Linked DNA regions of Mus musculus: region 1 is linked to region 2. Evidence: chromatin contacts called from public promoter capture Hi-C data. All regions are on one chromosome and are shown on one strand. Each heading gives the region's core, a stretch centred on a gene start, on an enhancer-like site or on the middle of the called end of the contact. The rest is flanking DNA. Distances are from core to core; before and after follow the strand shown.

The links. Promoter capture Hi-C pulls out the DNA fragments that hold promoters and counts their contacts.
Region 1: a contact with region 2 is called in a promoter capture Hi-C map of stem cell-derived epiblast-like cells, with 2.9 times the contacts expected there. The contact joins the promoter of Trim50 here to the promoter of Eln in region 2. A contact is called at or near these places in 7 of 39 promoter capture datasets (the 3T3-L1 cell line, cranial neural crest, embryonic stem cells and 4 more) and 1 of 9 other capture datasets (embryonic stem cells).

Annotation. Positions count from the first base shown.
Region 1 is chr5:135,351,177-135,358,488 of GRCm38.p6, forward strand. It overlaps Trim50 (tripartite motif-containing 50), which reads left to right and starts at 2,119. Exons shown (of 6, transcript NM_178240.3): 1 at 2,119-2,518. The coding sequence starts at 2,120. It also overlaps a transcript of Fkbp6 not described here.
Region 2 is chr5:134,745,337-134,752,194 of GRCm38.p6, forward strand. It overlaps Eln (elastin), which reads right to left and starts at 1,987. Exons shown (of 37, transcript NM_007925.4): 1 at 1,821-1,987. The coding sequence starts at 1,905. It overlaps Gm30003 (a long non-coding RNA gene), which reads left to right and starts at 376. Exons shown (of 4, transcript XR_868587.3): 1 at 376-1,972.

The DNA of each region.
Region 1 (7,312 bases), core at 869-3,368, 610 kb after region 2:
AAATACATACATACATACATACATACATACATACATACGGGCAGCTGGTAGGAGGATACGAACCAGAACGGTAACTGTGTTGATTGCAGAGCCTGTTCTGGCAGGAGGCAAAGGACTGACTCTGCAAATTCTCTACAACTAGATTTTTTTGTTTTGTTTTGCTTTTGAGATAGTCTCATGAGGTCCAGGATGGCCTTGGGTGTGCTACATAGCCTGAGAATGAACTTGACTTCTGGCCTCCGGTCAGCATTTCCCAAGTTCTGGGATTATAGGTGTTCAACACTCTGTCCAGTTTACAACTTGACCTTGAGCATGAGTGTACACAAATAAGATAAAAGTTACACTGCGTGGTTAAGATCTGTTCACATGTTACACCTCGAATGAGAAAAATCAGAGTAAGCAGCGTATTTTATCATTGCTGTGTGTGTGACCCAAACTTAGAAAACGAGAAAAATCTAAATAAATAAAATACCTTTAAACTTCCGGGTTGAGGTATTCAGAAAGCTGCTCGTCATACAAAGCTTATACCTGCTTGTGCTCCGAGCTGGCGCACGGTCTCAGCCCTTCCCCCATCCTGGGCAAGGCCACACAATCTGCCTGTGTAGGTTATCGTAAGGGAACCCAACAGAGGCCGCCGCCTCAGTCTCGTGGTGTGTGACCCACTTCCCACCTGATTCTGGATGACCTTGGGACACAGGTGTTGCCGGGAAAGGGGAGGGGATGGGAGAAGGGGCAGACACCAGGCAGTGGCATCTATGTCCAGCTGGCTGCCCCGGGTCTCCGTGTCAGCTTCCCCATTCTGGGAGGAAGGAAAGGCTTCAGTGACCAGAGAGAGCTGCTTGTTTGAGGCCCTAGTGGGAGGCCTGCTGGACCACAAGAAATCAGGTAATGCGGTAGTGGGATGTGGGTCGAGTTGCTGCTATCTTGCTCAGTGGAGACTTTGTTTCTGTTTTGGAAGATGAACACCCAAGGCTCTTTTTATCTCAGACTCTGTGAGGACAGTGTTACCCTGGGACAAGGGACATTGCTCTTGTTGTTCAGGATGTAGCTACTGAGTAGATACTGACTTACCAAGCATGCTTAAGGCCCCCAAGGGGTCTATACCCAGAACTATTTAAATTGTGTATAGTGGAGCACACCTGCAATCCCAGCTACATACAGGGTTCAAGGCCACCACCGTCCACAGGACCCCTATCCCAAAAAGAAAAAGTAACAATCTGGCTTTAAGATTGCTTAGGCGGCAGGTTCCTGGTGCTCCCTGCCTTTAATCCCAGCACTTGACAGGAAGAGGCAGGCAGAGCTCTGTGAGTTGGAGACCGGCGTGGTCTACAGAGAGAGTTCCAGGACAGCCAGGGCTACACAGAGATTCCTTGTCTTGAAAACAAAAAAATAAACAAAAAGTGCCTGGCTTGAAGGTGTATATTACAGATTTCTGGGTCTCAAGAGAGAATCTTCCTTGAAGTTGAATCCCTGCCTGGAACTGGGGCTCTGGAATCTCTAGAATAGCAGTTCTCAACCTTCTAACACTACAGCCCTCAACACAGTTCCTCATGCTGTGTGACCCCCCCCAACCATAACAAAGTATTTTTGTTGGTACCTCATAACTAATTTTGCTACTGTTATAAACATCTGTATTTTCCCAGTGGTCTTAGGCAACCACCTTGAAAGGGTTGTCGGAACCTCAAAAGGGTTGCAATCCACACACTGAGAATCATTGCTTCAGGACAATTTCATGAGTGGCTGTTCATGCGCAAGGCTCTGGGTTCAATCCCCCCCAGATGCTGGGGTTACATGGGGGAAGGTCCTAGCTCAATGTGACGTTTGTGATGCTAGAGATTGAACCCAGGACCTCATGTATGGAGAAAAAACTCTGAATTAGACTTGCAGTTGATCTATATATCCAGACTCATAGTGGCCATTGTTTTCCACTTAAGTCCTTTTTTCCCAGACGGGGAAACTGAGGCTCAGAGTCATAGTAGGCGCTAGGATCAGAATCCAGGGCTGGCATCCTTTTCTCCCTAGGCTTTCAGCAGCCCTGGGGGAAGGGAAAATATGACAGAGGGAGGGGGCGGCAGGATAGAGGACTGACTGCCACCTGTGTTGCAGCTGAGCTGTGCGCATGGCGTGGCGGCTGACTGTGCCGGAACTCCAGGACCAGCTGCAGTGTCCCATTTGCCTGGAGGTCTTCAAAGAGCCTCTGATGCTACAGTGCGGCCACTCCTACTGCAAGGACTGCCTGGATAACTTGTCCCAACACCTGGACTCCGAGCTATGCTGTCCTGTGTGTCGTCAGTCAGTAGACTGCAGCAGCTCCCCGCCTAATGTCTCCCTGGCCCGGGTGATAGATGCTCTGAGGCTGCCGGGGGACATAGAGCCCACCGTCTGCGTGCACCACCGAAACCCTCTCAGCCTCTTCTGCGAGAAAGACCAGGAATTCATCTGTGGTCTCTGTGGCCTGCTGGGCTCCCACCAACACCACCGAGTCACACCAGTCTCCACCGTCTACAGCCGCATGAAGGTGCGAGGGGCGGGCGGGCCGCTAGCGGGAGGAGCAGAGCAAAGGGCGGCTCTCCTGAGTGCTGTCTTGCGCCTCCACGCGGTAGAGGAAGGCTACTGCACCAGGGCTCCATTTCTCCAACTCCATCTTGCGCACATACTCAAGTATGGCGCACATACTCAAGCATGCATTCATTCATTGGTTTTTAATACTTATTTGATTATTGACTGCTTGACTGTGCACGCGTGTACCACGGCATGCACGTAGAAGTCAGAGGACATTTTGTGGAAGTCAGTGCTCTTCTTCCACGTAGGGGTCTCTTCATTGGTTTTTGAAGAGTTGCTTATATACCAGGGTCCTGAGGATCGTAGCTGCAGGAATGACAGCGAGTCCCTTGCCAGACTTTTCCTATTCTTTTACCTTGTGTCTTTGGCTTGCTTTATTTTGTTTTGCTTGCTGTCCTACGGATGGAATCCAAGGCTTAGTTTATAGCTTAAGCAGCATTCTTCTACTAAGCAACATCCTAGGTTCAGTGGTATGGATTTTGATTGTGGTTTATTTGTAGCTCAGACTGGCCTTGAACTCACTATACAGCCACTGGCCTTGAACTCTAAATCTTCTTGTCTCATTCTCCACAGAGCTGAGATTATAGGCACGTACCACAATAGATTTCTTTCTTTTTATATTCTTTATTCATTTATGTGTAGACATACACATGGAGAACAATGTCAAGGAATCAGCTTTCTTATTCCACCACGATCAAACCCAGATCATCAGACTTGACCTGCTGAGCCACAACACTAGCCTTGCTTCTTCAGAGCTCCTAAGCCCATCTGGTCACAAGCATGAGGGTGGGGCCTTTGTTCCTTGCTGTATTTCAGCAGCTACAGCAGAGGTTCTTAACCTGTGGGGTGAGACCCTTTAGGGGCTAAACAACCCTTTCACAGGGATAGCATACCAAATATTAGATATCCCGCATATTAGATATTTATATTGTGATTCATAGTAGTAGCAAAATTAAAGTTATAACGTAGCAATGAAATAATTTTATGGCTGGAGCTCACTATAACATAAGGAACTGTATTAAAGGGTCACAGCATTAGGAAGGTTGAGAACCACTGGTCTACAGCTACAGTTGAAGTGGTAAATGTTCAAAATATAAGTGTTAAATTTGTGAATTCCTCAGCCCATGGACTTTTATCTCAGGTAAACAGATCGACATTTACTATTTAATTTTTTAAATGTTATATTTATGATGTTTATATATAATATATTTATTATATAAGGCTTGAGAGTCATGTTTACAAGGCTGGAGATATGGCTCAGATTCTAGCACTTGTCTAGAACCCCTCAGTGAAGGCCTGTGGGCATTGCCTCGAGGTAGAGCACCTTCCTATAATCCCACGATGAGGGGCTGGGGATGTGGCTCAGCAGCAAGTGGCAGACAGCTTGCCTAGCGTGAGCAAGGCCCTGGGTTTTATTCCAGCACCAGAAAGAAAAACAAAATGTATCTGTAATAGTTTGAAGGTGGGACTGGAAAGGGTTGGTTTGCTTGTTCTTTTTTTGGTGCATTTCTTTGTTCCTTCAACCTAGAGTATATAACACCAAGGATAACATCAGGGCTGGGCAGACCTGTGCCTTTCAATCACATGTATACAGTCGGTGTCTACTATGTGCAGGCATTGTGCTTGTGCCTGCTATAACAGTAGGCAAAGGTCTCACCAGGCCTGGAACACGCATCACTTGGGGTCTGCTGAGCTCTGTATGTTGGATGCCCAGGCTGAGTACCAGTTGCTGACAAGAAGCAGCCTGAAGAAGGAAGGGCTTACTGTGGCTCAAGGTTAGATGATGTACAGTCCATCTCAGCAGGGGAGGCATGGTGGCAGGAGCAGCTGGTCACGTGGCATCCACAGTCAGGCAGCAAGGAGAGATGGATGCTGGTGCTCACCTCAGTGTCTCCTTTTCCTCAGTCTAGGACCTCAGCCTGTGGCAAGGTGCCACTCACACTGGTTAGGTTTGTCTTCCTGGACTGAACCACTCTGGAAACACCTTTACAGACACACCAGAGTCCACACCATTTCTAAATCTAGTCAAACTGATTATTTTTTTTTAAAGATTTATTTATTTGTTATATGTAAGTACACTGTAGCTGTCCTCAGATACTCCAGAAGAGGGCATCAAATCTCATTGAGGATGGTTGTGAGCCGCCACGTGGTTGCTGGGATTTGAACTCGGGACCTTTGGAAGAGCAGTCGGTGCTCTTAACCACTGAGCCATCTTGCCAGCCCCAAACTGATTATTGAGATTAACCATCATAGTGGCCATGGATCCTGTAAAAGCTTGGGCACTCAGGGAAGTCTTCCTGCAGGAAGTGGACCACCAACCTGAGTCACAAGAAAGGGAGGTGGTGGGGGCAGGAGACAGAGAGAGTAGCACCCACAAAGGGTCAGGAGGTGTGTGGGGGGAGAGGGGACAATAGTGAGGGCACTTGCTGCATGAGGGCCTGAATTTGAATCTTCAGCACCGTGTAAAAAGCCAGGCATGGCTGTGTATTTCTGTGACACCAGCAGTGTGGAAATAAAGACAACAGGAAGATGTCTGGGGCTTGCTGGCTGCCAGCCAACCTCTCAGTCTTCACTAAGAATAAAGCAGACAGGGATGGAACAGGGCATAGGACATCCTTCTCTGGGCTCCACAGGTATGCAAAATGGCATGCATACCTACATATGTGTGTGCAGTGCATCAAACACACACACACACACACACACACACACACACACACACACACACATGTACACACACACACACACACACAATCCCACAATTCAGGAGGGAAAGTGAGGTGAAGAGCCAAGCCTGGTGGTGAATACCTAATGCGGAGGCAGGAGGATCAGAAGTTCAAAGTCAACCTTGGTTGGATCATCAAGTTCAAGGCCAACCTGAGTCACATGAAACCTCAGGATATGAGGAGAGAGGCAGAGAGGGTACCATGAGGGGGGAGCAGAGGGAACAGTAGCTGACTATGGTATCCTGGGAATCAGAAGGGCAGCACCTTAAGATCAGCTACCTGTGTCTCTGAGGCCTTGGGATGGAGCCTGGAATGTGGTGGGCCACACTCTGGAGGCTGAGGGGACAGGGTCAAGAATTAGACGCTAGGGCTGGAGAGAAGGCTCAGCGGTTAAGAGCACTGGCTGCTCTTCTAGGGGTCCTGAGTTCAGCTCTCAGCAACCACATGGTGGCTCACAACTACTTGTAATGGGATCATATGCCCTCTTCTGGTGTGTCTGAAGACAGCTATAGTGTACTCATACACACACACACACACACACACACACACACACACACACACACACACGCATGCACACACATGCACACTAAATAAATAAATACATACATAAAATTTATATGTCTGGAGCATATAAAGGGGAGCATGTCTAAAAAAAAAAAACCATAAGCAATGAAAGCCATCAAACAAACAAGCAAGCAAACAAAGCAGCACTTGGGGAGCAGAAGGATCTGAGCTGGGCCAGGGAGACAACTCAGCATGTAAAAGCATCTGCCTTGCAAGTGTGAAGACCTGAGTTCAATCCCTGCACATGGTAGAAGGATAGTACGGGCTCCTTAAAGTTGTCTTCTTCTGACCTTCACAAATGTGCCTTGGCTTGCACATGTACACACACACACACACACACACACACACACACACACAGAGACAGAGACAGAGACAGAGACAGACAGAGACAGACTAGGTCTCAATACACTATGCTGTTGTGCTGGCCTGGAACTCACTATCTTCCTGCCTCAGTCTCCTGGGCTGGGATATAAGTGTATGACTTGGCTGCGTAGCTTCTATGACTCAGTTTCTCTGCATTAAGGAAGTGAGTGTGGGTGTTCCCTCACAAGTCTGCTGGAGATGCTCTGTGCCTGTGTGTCTCAAACAAGAACATCAGTCGCCCTGTATACTTGGACTTGCTGGCTTCCTCTTCTTTTTTTTTTTTTTTTTTTTTTTTTTTTTATTTGTTTTATGTATGTGAATACACTGTCTGTCTTCAGACACACCAGAAGAAGGCATCAGATGTGGTTGCTGGAATTTGAACTCAGGACCTTTGGAAGAGCAGTCGGTGCTCTTAACCACTGAGCTATCATCTCTCCAGCATGGCTTCCTCTTCTTCTCCTCCTCCTCCTTCTTCTTTTAGAATATTTTTAAAGATTAGTTGTATATTTTGTGCATTAGTGTTTTTCCTGAGTGTATCATGTGCATGTTTGGTCTCCAAGGAGGTCAGAAAAGGCTGTCGGATCCCCTGGAACTGGAGTTAGAGACAGTTGTGAGCTGCCACAGAAGTGCTGGGAATCAAACACTGAGCCATTTCTCCAGCACCTTGTTTGTTTGTTTATTTATTTATTTTATCTATATGAGTACATTGTAGCTGTACAGATGGTTGTGAGCCTTCATGTGGTTGTTGGGAATTGAATTTTAGGACCTCTGCTCGCTCCAGTCAACCCTGCTCGCTCTGGTCAGCCCCTCTTGCTCTGATTAACTCCTCTCACTCAGTCCCTGACCAAAGATTTATTTATTATTATACATAAGTACACTGTAGCTGACTTCAGACGCACCAAAGAGGGCGTCAGATCTCATTATGGGTAGTTGCTGGAATTTGAACTCAGGACCTTCGGAAGAGCAGTCAGCACTCTTACCCACTGAGCCATTTCTCCAGCCCAGCACCTTGCTTTTTTTTTTTTTTTTTAATCTTCCTTTCCTTTGCCCTTTCCCTTCCCCCATTCCTTTCCTACCTTCTGCTCCCTCTCTCCTCCCCC
Region 2 (6,858 bases), core at 737-3,236:
TGAACTCCCTATACAGTTAAGCATGACCTTGAACTCCTAACTTTTCTGCTTCCTCCTCCTGAGAGCTGGGACCACAGGCATGAGCCACCACCTCTGGTTTAATGTGGTGCTGGGGATAGAATGCAGAGCTCCGAGTGTGCAAATGAGAACTCTCCTAGGCGAGCCACGCCTCTAGCCTGCTTGTAGATGATACTGAGACAAGATCTCACTATAGCTCAGGCTGCCCTCGACTCGATAGCATCCTGTGTCAGGTGTGGTTTTTCATGCCTAACTTCAGCTTCCCTATTTGTAAAGATAAACAGTTTCTTTATGATGAACTAGTATAACCATCCAGGGAGAAGGGTGGGCAAATGTTACGAGACCACATCTGGGGCAGGAGGGTCAGGTGACCCAGAGACACTGCTCTTTAATGGGTCCTCCCGTTGGTACCCACAAACCTCAGTCTCGTTCCAGCCCTGGAACTCTTGTTCTACAGTGGGCTCCTAGCCCCCAGCAAGTAAGTCTCATGGGACAGATGCTGTTCTTATTCAGTCTCTGACCACAGCCCTGTCCAACCCCGCCCTGTAGCCTCCTGTCCCCAGTCCAAGTTCAGGTTCCCACAACAATGAGGTCTCTTAGGGAAACCAGACCCCAGCAGATGGTTCATAGGTTCACACCTCTTTCCCCACAGCTGGATGCACCTTTCATCTGGGAGCAGACTCCTTCCTCCCCATAACCCAACATGCCCGGTCAGGATACATATCAGATGACCAAAAGGATACCTTGAGGCTCAGCCTCTGATACCAGCCATGTCCTGATTGCCAGGAGATGGGCACTTTCCCCAGCTCACGCTCTGGCCTGTATTCCATCTCAGCAAACCCTCATACAGGCATGGACTCGCTCACGCTCACACACACACAGTGACGTCCTACACCTGGGCACCAGACGTCTTTAGGACATTTTTTTTTTAAGACAGCCTGATAGAACCCAAATGGCTCACTAGGTAGCCAATGATGTCTTGAATTCCTGATCCTCCGATGACCACCACACAGGTATGTGTCACCACGCCCACCTAGTTTACTCAGAGCTTTGAGAATGTTTAGCATGCCTTCCATCAACAGGGACGTCCTCAACCCTCCTGGTTGCTCTTGAGACGGGGTCTGGTTGGCTTTGAACTTACATGTTGGGGGTCACAGGTGTGGCTCACCACGCCCAGCTGGGTGTTGGACTTTGGCAGATCCCATCACACAACTTCACGGTTTGCCTCCCTGTACCTCCATCTGTCTAGGAACGGACTTGTGAACAGACCTTCATACCATCCCAGACACATTTCCTTCAGGGACATGCTTGGCTAGAACCTCACACTGACACCTGTGCAACATAGTATGAAACACACACGGGCGCATACACACACACACACACACACACACACACACACACACACACACACACAGAATCCGAACATCTCCAAGCAAAGACAAACCAGGATTGTCTCTCCCCAGGCTGGTATGTACACAGGTGTGCACAGGTATGCAAACTGCCACCACCACTGGAAAGTACTCAGGTGACTCAGAGGACCCCTTCGAGCTTGGACAGGAGGTAGGGACCATCCTGACTGGCGGGAGTGTAGCTTTGACAGGACCCCTAACACGGAGCTGGCTCCCAAGAGGAGACAGTTCCCAGAACCCTCCCTGTCTCGAGGAGGGGGGATCTGGAGCTGAAGGGCTCATCCATCTCCGGGATTCCCCATCAGTCTTGCCACCTGGCCGGCAGGGTCCCGCAGATTGTGGACAGCGTGGGACCAGCGAGGGGCAGCGTGGGACCGGCGAGGGGCCCCTTACCTCCAGGCTGCGCGGGATGGAGGAGGTTGAGCAAGAGGATCAGCAAGACGCCAGGCTGCGGGACTACCGCTGTCAGACCCGCCATCTCGGGGAGGACTGCCCCAGCCTGCTCTCAGCGCCTCGTTTTATCCCCAAAGCGTAATTGCTGCCTGGTAGGCTGCTGTGAGGGAAGGAGGGAGGGAGAGAGGGCGGGTGAGAGGAGGGCGGGAGGAGGGGGAGCTGGGGGAGGGGGCCGCGGGGGAGGGGGCAATTACGAAAGGCCAGACTTGCAAGCCTCCTAGGCTGAATCTGCCTCGACTATGGGTCTATTTTCCTGCACACACACACACACACACACACACACACACACACACACACACACACTGACGCGCGCGTGCTCTGCCCCCCCCCCCCCCCATCGCTTTCCCGCTTTCCCTCTGTAGCTGTTTGCTTGCTCCTGGCCCTGTTCCCGCCAGAAAGTGCAAGGGGGGCCTTTGCCAGGACAGCCCTCTGGAGAGGAAGCAGGAGGGAGGGCCCAGGCAGCCCGGCCAAAAAATCCCAGCCCTAGCCAAGGCTGGAGTAGCCAGGCCCCCGCCCCTCTGCCTGGGCCCCAGGCCCAGTGTGGGGACACAGGCCAGCTGTCCCGCGCCTCAGCTCCCACCCTGGTCCTGCAGACACCCCAACACCCCCAAGCCTGGCTAGAGACAGGCTTTACCCAAAACTGGGTTAGGTAGGTTGATGGGGCTAAGGGAGTCTGCCTATAGAGTTCAAGGTCTGCGAGCAGAATTGTCTGGGAGAGAGAATAGGATAGACATGGTACCGTGGGGGCATTTTAGGAACAGATTAGAGACCTTGACATACGATCTAGTTCATCATGGTTGAGACAGGTCTTAGCCATCTGTTTGAAGCCTGGGAAAGGGTGTTGGATCTATGGGTCTATGGTTGCAGAGACCAAGGGGCTGAGGTCAGGCGAGTGGCTTGGGAGTGAGAGCCATGTATTTAGTGTCTCCCTAGGGCTCAAAGATGATCCTTGCATAAGGTGTTGGTTGGTTCTGTAAGGGCCACGAGCACAGCTTTGCACCGCCCCTGAGCAAGGCACAGTGTCCAACAGAGGTCATACTGGGTCTTAGGTGCCTGGTAGGGAACATGGAGGTGGGAGCTCTGTGCAGGTGACTATTAACTCAGTATTCTCCTTCTTGCTTGTTCACCACCTGTCCAATGCTCTCACTTGCATCTGGAAACTGATTCTCTTGGAGGCTCTGGGAAGGCTTGATGATGCTATTCCTCTACTGGCCAGAAGGGGGCAGCCTATGCTGAACCAGCAGAGAGCCCTCCAGGAAAGCTTGCGATCAGTGCCCTGGCCACCCTGTCCCTGAGCATATGGAGATCCTGTAAGGCTTTAAGGAATGTGAAGTGTAGGTCAGAGAAAGATTATGTCATTCTCAGACTCCTGAGTGTATGTGGAGTACTGTAGGACAGGAGAGGGAGATGGTTGCTTGCTGTATACAGGTCATAGTTGGTTAGAAGAAAAAGTCTAGGCCATAGGTCCTAGAGTCTTTCTCTTGTAGGGGGTGGTGCAGAGGGGTGAGTTAAAGATGTCTTATCAGATGTCTTATACAGTACAGGGCATAGAGGAGTCTGCAGAGATGACAGCATTGGCGGAGGTGGGGGTGGGAGATCAAAGGCAGGTGGCTTAGGTGGACCTGGGCTAATTTTTGGTTCTCTTGTCTTGGTGCTCTTGTGTTTCTTCTTCTTCTTCTTCTTCTTCTTCTTCTTCTTCTTCTTCTTCTTCTTCTTCTTCTTCTTCTTCTTCTTCTTCTTCTTCTTCTTCTTCTTCTTCTTCTTCTTCTTCTTCTTCTTCTCCTCCTCCTCCTCCTCCTCCTCCTCCTCCTCCTCCTCCTTCTCCTTCTCCTTCTCCTTCTCCTTCTTCTTCTCCTCCTTCTCCTCCTCCTCCTCCTTCTCTTTCTCCTCCTCCTCCTTCTTCTTTTCTTCTCCTTCATTTCCTCCTCCTCCTCTTTTTCCTCTTCTCCCTCTCCTACTTTTCTTCCTCTTCCTCCTTCTCTCTTCTTTCTATCCTCCTTCATTTCCTCTCTCCTTCCTTCTATTTCTTCCCCATAATTCCCTTTACTCTTTCCTTTCTCCCCCTCCTATGTCTTCCTCTTCATTCTTCCCCCTTCCTTCCTTCCTTCCTTCCTTCCTTCCTTCCTTCCTTCCTTCCTTCCTTTCTTCCTTCCTTCCTGCCTTTCTCCTTCTGTCTCCTTTCCCCTCCCTTCTCTCTTTCCTTACTTCTTTTTCCCTCTCTCCCGTTCCTCTCTTCCTCCATTTCTTCCAAGATGCTCACAGTCTCACTATATAACCCAGGCTGGCCTTGAACCCCAGAGCCTCCTGACTCAGCCTCCTGAGCATTGGGATAATTGTGTACCTCTGTAGAGCTCGCTTGTCTCATCTGTTTGCTGATGCCAGCTATCCTTAACTAGGAAACTCAGCACAAAGACAAGGAAAGCTTGGGCACACGTTTCTACCCTGAGCCCAGAAGTGTTCTGTATCCATTTGGTACCAACAGTATCATGGCTGAAGCTAGGTCTACAATCTCTGCCCCCGTTTGTGGTGTAGCTGTCTGGCTCAACAGAGCCTCTACTGTGTCAGTCTGAGATCTTAGACAATTTCCCCCATCCCATGATCTACCACCCAAGACATCACCAGAATTTTGGAAAAGGGAGACATGATAGGAGGATCATCTCAGAGCTTGGCACGGCGCTTGTGCGGCGGGAGCAGGAGGTCGTAGTGTTCAGTTCCATTGTGTGTGTATGTGCCATGGCATGCATGTGGGGATCAGAGGAGCTTGCAGGAATGGGCTCACTGCTCCCTCCAAGCGGGTCCTGGGACTTGAACTCAGGTCATCAGGCTCTCCAGGAAGCTTCCTTTACTCCCTGAACCATCTTCATGACTGGAGGATAGAGTGATACCAGCCTGAGTTAAATAGCATGCTCCAGGTTAGCTTGGGCTGCTTTGCAATACCTGATCTTATAGAGCAAAAGACATGGGTATAGTGGTGCATTCTTGGAATCTCAGCACTTGGGAGGCAGAGGCAGAAGAAACAGAAGTCCAAAGTCATCTGTGTTACGTAGTGAATCTGAAGCCAGACTGGGCTCCATGAGACACACACACACACACACACACACACACACACACACACCTAAAAAAAAACCCAAACTAAAACATGAGGAGAAATTAAAATATGAGAGAGAGAGAGAGAGAGAGAACATAAACCATCTAGAAACGGCACAGCATGGGCATAGCTCTTATGTACTGTGTTGATTTTGGGGATACCCTGGGTAAACTGATTACGAGGTTCCCAAAGTCCCTAACTCAGCCCTTAATGGGGACAGAGACCATGACATGGGCACGGCTTGAGGCTCCAAGTCCTGGGTGGAGGGAAGCAGGGGTGCTGGTGGGGAGCTGGGCCCCTCTCCTCTTGGAGTAGTGACGCGGGCAGGAACTGGCTCGCAGACTTGCAAACCACAGTCTGCTTGGAGCTTTATTAATTCCAGGACTGGGAAAGAGGCTGGAGCCAGCAGGAGAGGTTTCCTGTGAGGATCCAGGAGAGGTATAGAGGGAAGACTTGCTGGAGCTGGAATAGGCCTCAGGCTGCTGGGCCAAGGACCTGCTTCGTGCCCCAGTTTTTGGTCTCTTGAACTCAGTGCGCTAGCTTGCCCCACATGTGCTACAAAGGCTCCACGCACCTACAAAGGGTACATGGCCCCAGATTCTCTGCACTGCTCATCCCCTCAAGTTAACACAACACATGCACTGATATGGCAAAGGCAAGGAATGCCAGTCATGGGCTGACATCCATTCATTAGCCAGTTGCTTGAACATTCCAGAAATCCAGCCGTCTTCAAGTGCTCGGCCACCTCTCTAGACAGCGTAGAAAGGATAAAATGAGCTTTTTTACAAAACTATTCTCAGAGCATGGCTGGGTGCCCTTGACCAAGATCACTGACAAACTCTGATGCCCGCTGGGTGCCCAGCTCGCTGTAGGCGGAGGGGCACCCAGGAGAGTCATTTGGGCAAAGTTGTGGTGGGATGCTGCTCTTCCCATGTCCCTCTAGCTGGAGGGGCAGAGTGTTCAGGTTCTATGTGGCTCTAAGAACATCAGTGATTTGTGCAGAGACCCTCAGTAGCCATTCAGGTAACTTTTAGCCCCTTTGTTTTGTTTCTTTCTTCTACAGTCCTGGGGATACATCTGGGGCTTTGCAGATACTGTACCACTGAGCCACACCCCCAGCCCCTCCCTGGGGGATTCTAGGCAGGGGCTCTACCACTGAGCCACGCCCCCAGCCCCTCCCTGGGGGATTCTAGGCAGGGGCTCTACCACTGAGCCACGCCCCCAGCCCCTCCCTGGGGGAATCTAGGCAGGGGCTCTACCACTGAGCCACGCCCCCAGCCCCTCCCTGGGAGAATCTAGGCTGATTCTTCACAACAGACCTACATCTTTAGCTTTTTAAAAAAAACTTTTATTTCAAGATAGAGTCTTGCTAAGCAGCACAGGATAGTTTTGAACTTGCTTACTAGGTAGCACAAGCTGGCCTTGAGATCTGATTCTCCCACCTCAGTCTCCTGAGTGGCTAGGACGACAGGCACGCACTATCTACCATTCCCCGTTCTTCCCAGTCCCTGTACGACCAGTTCAACCTCCCTAGCCTTCCTTCCCTGACTGGCCTGGGATCCCCAGCCCCTAGGCTGCTCCTGAGGTTGGGATACTGGGCATTTGTTGGTGAGTCTCTAGCTCCTGGCCTGTCTTCCATCTTGTTCCTTGAACCTCTTTGAAGAGCTGTAGAACAGGTTCCTTTGGACTCAATTTAGGTATTTCCTTCTTATTACCCTCACAATGAGTCGCTATCCTGGCTGGCAGATGGAAGGACCCACCAGCTTTGCTGTGTACCAATGAGACTTCCAGGAAATGCAGGCGGAGAATGCGTCAGCATCGCTGCCAGAAGCCATCGACTGTGGAGAGCTGTACTTCAGCATCCTTACCACGGTTTCTTTTAAAAGAAGA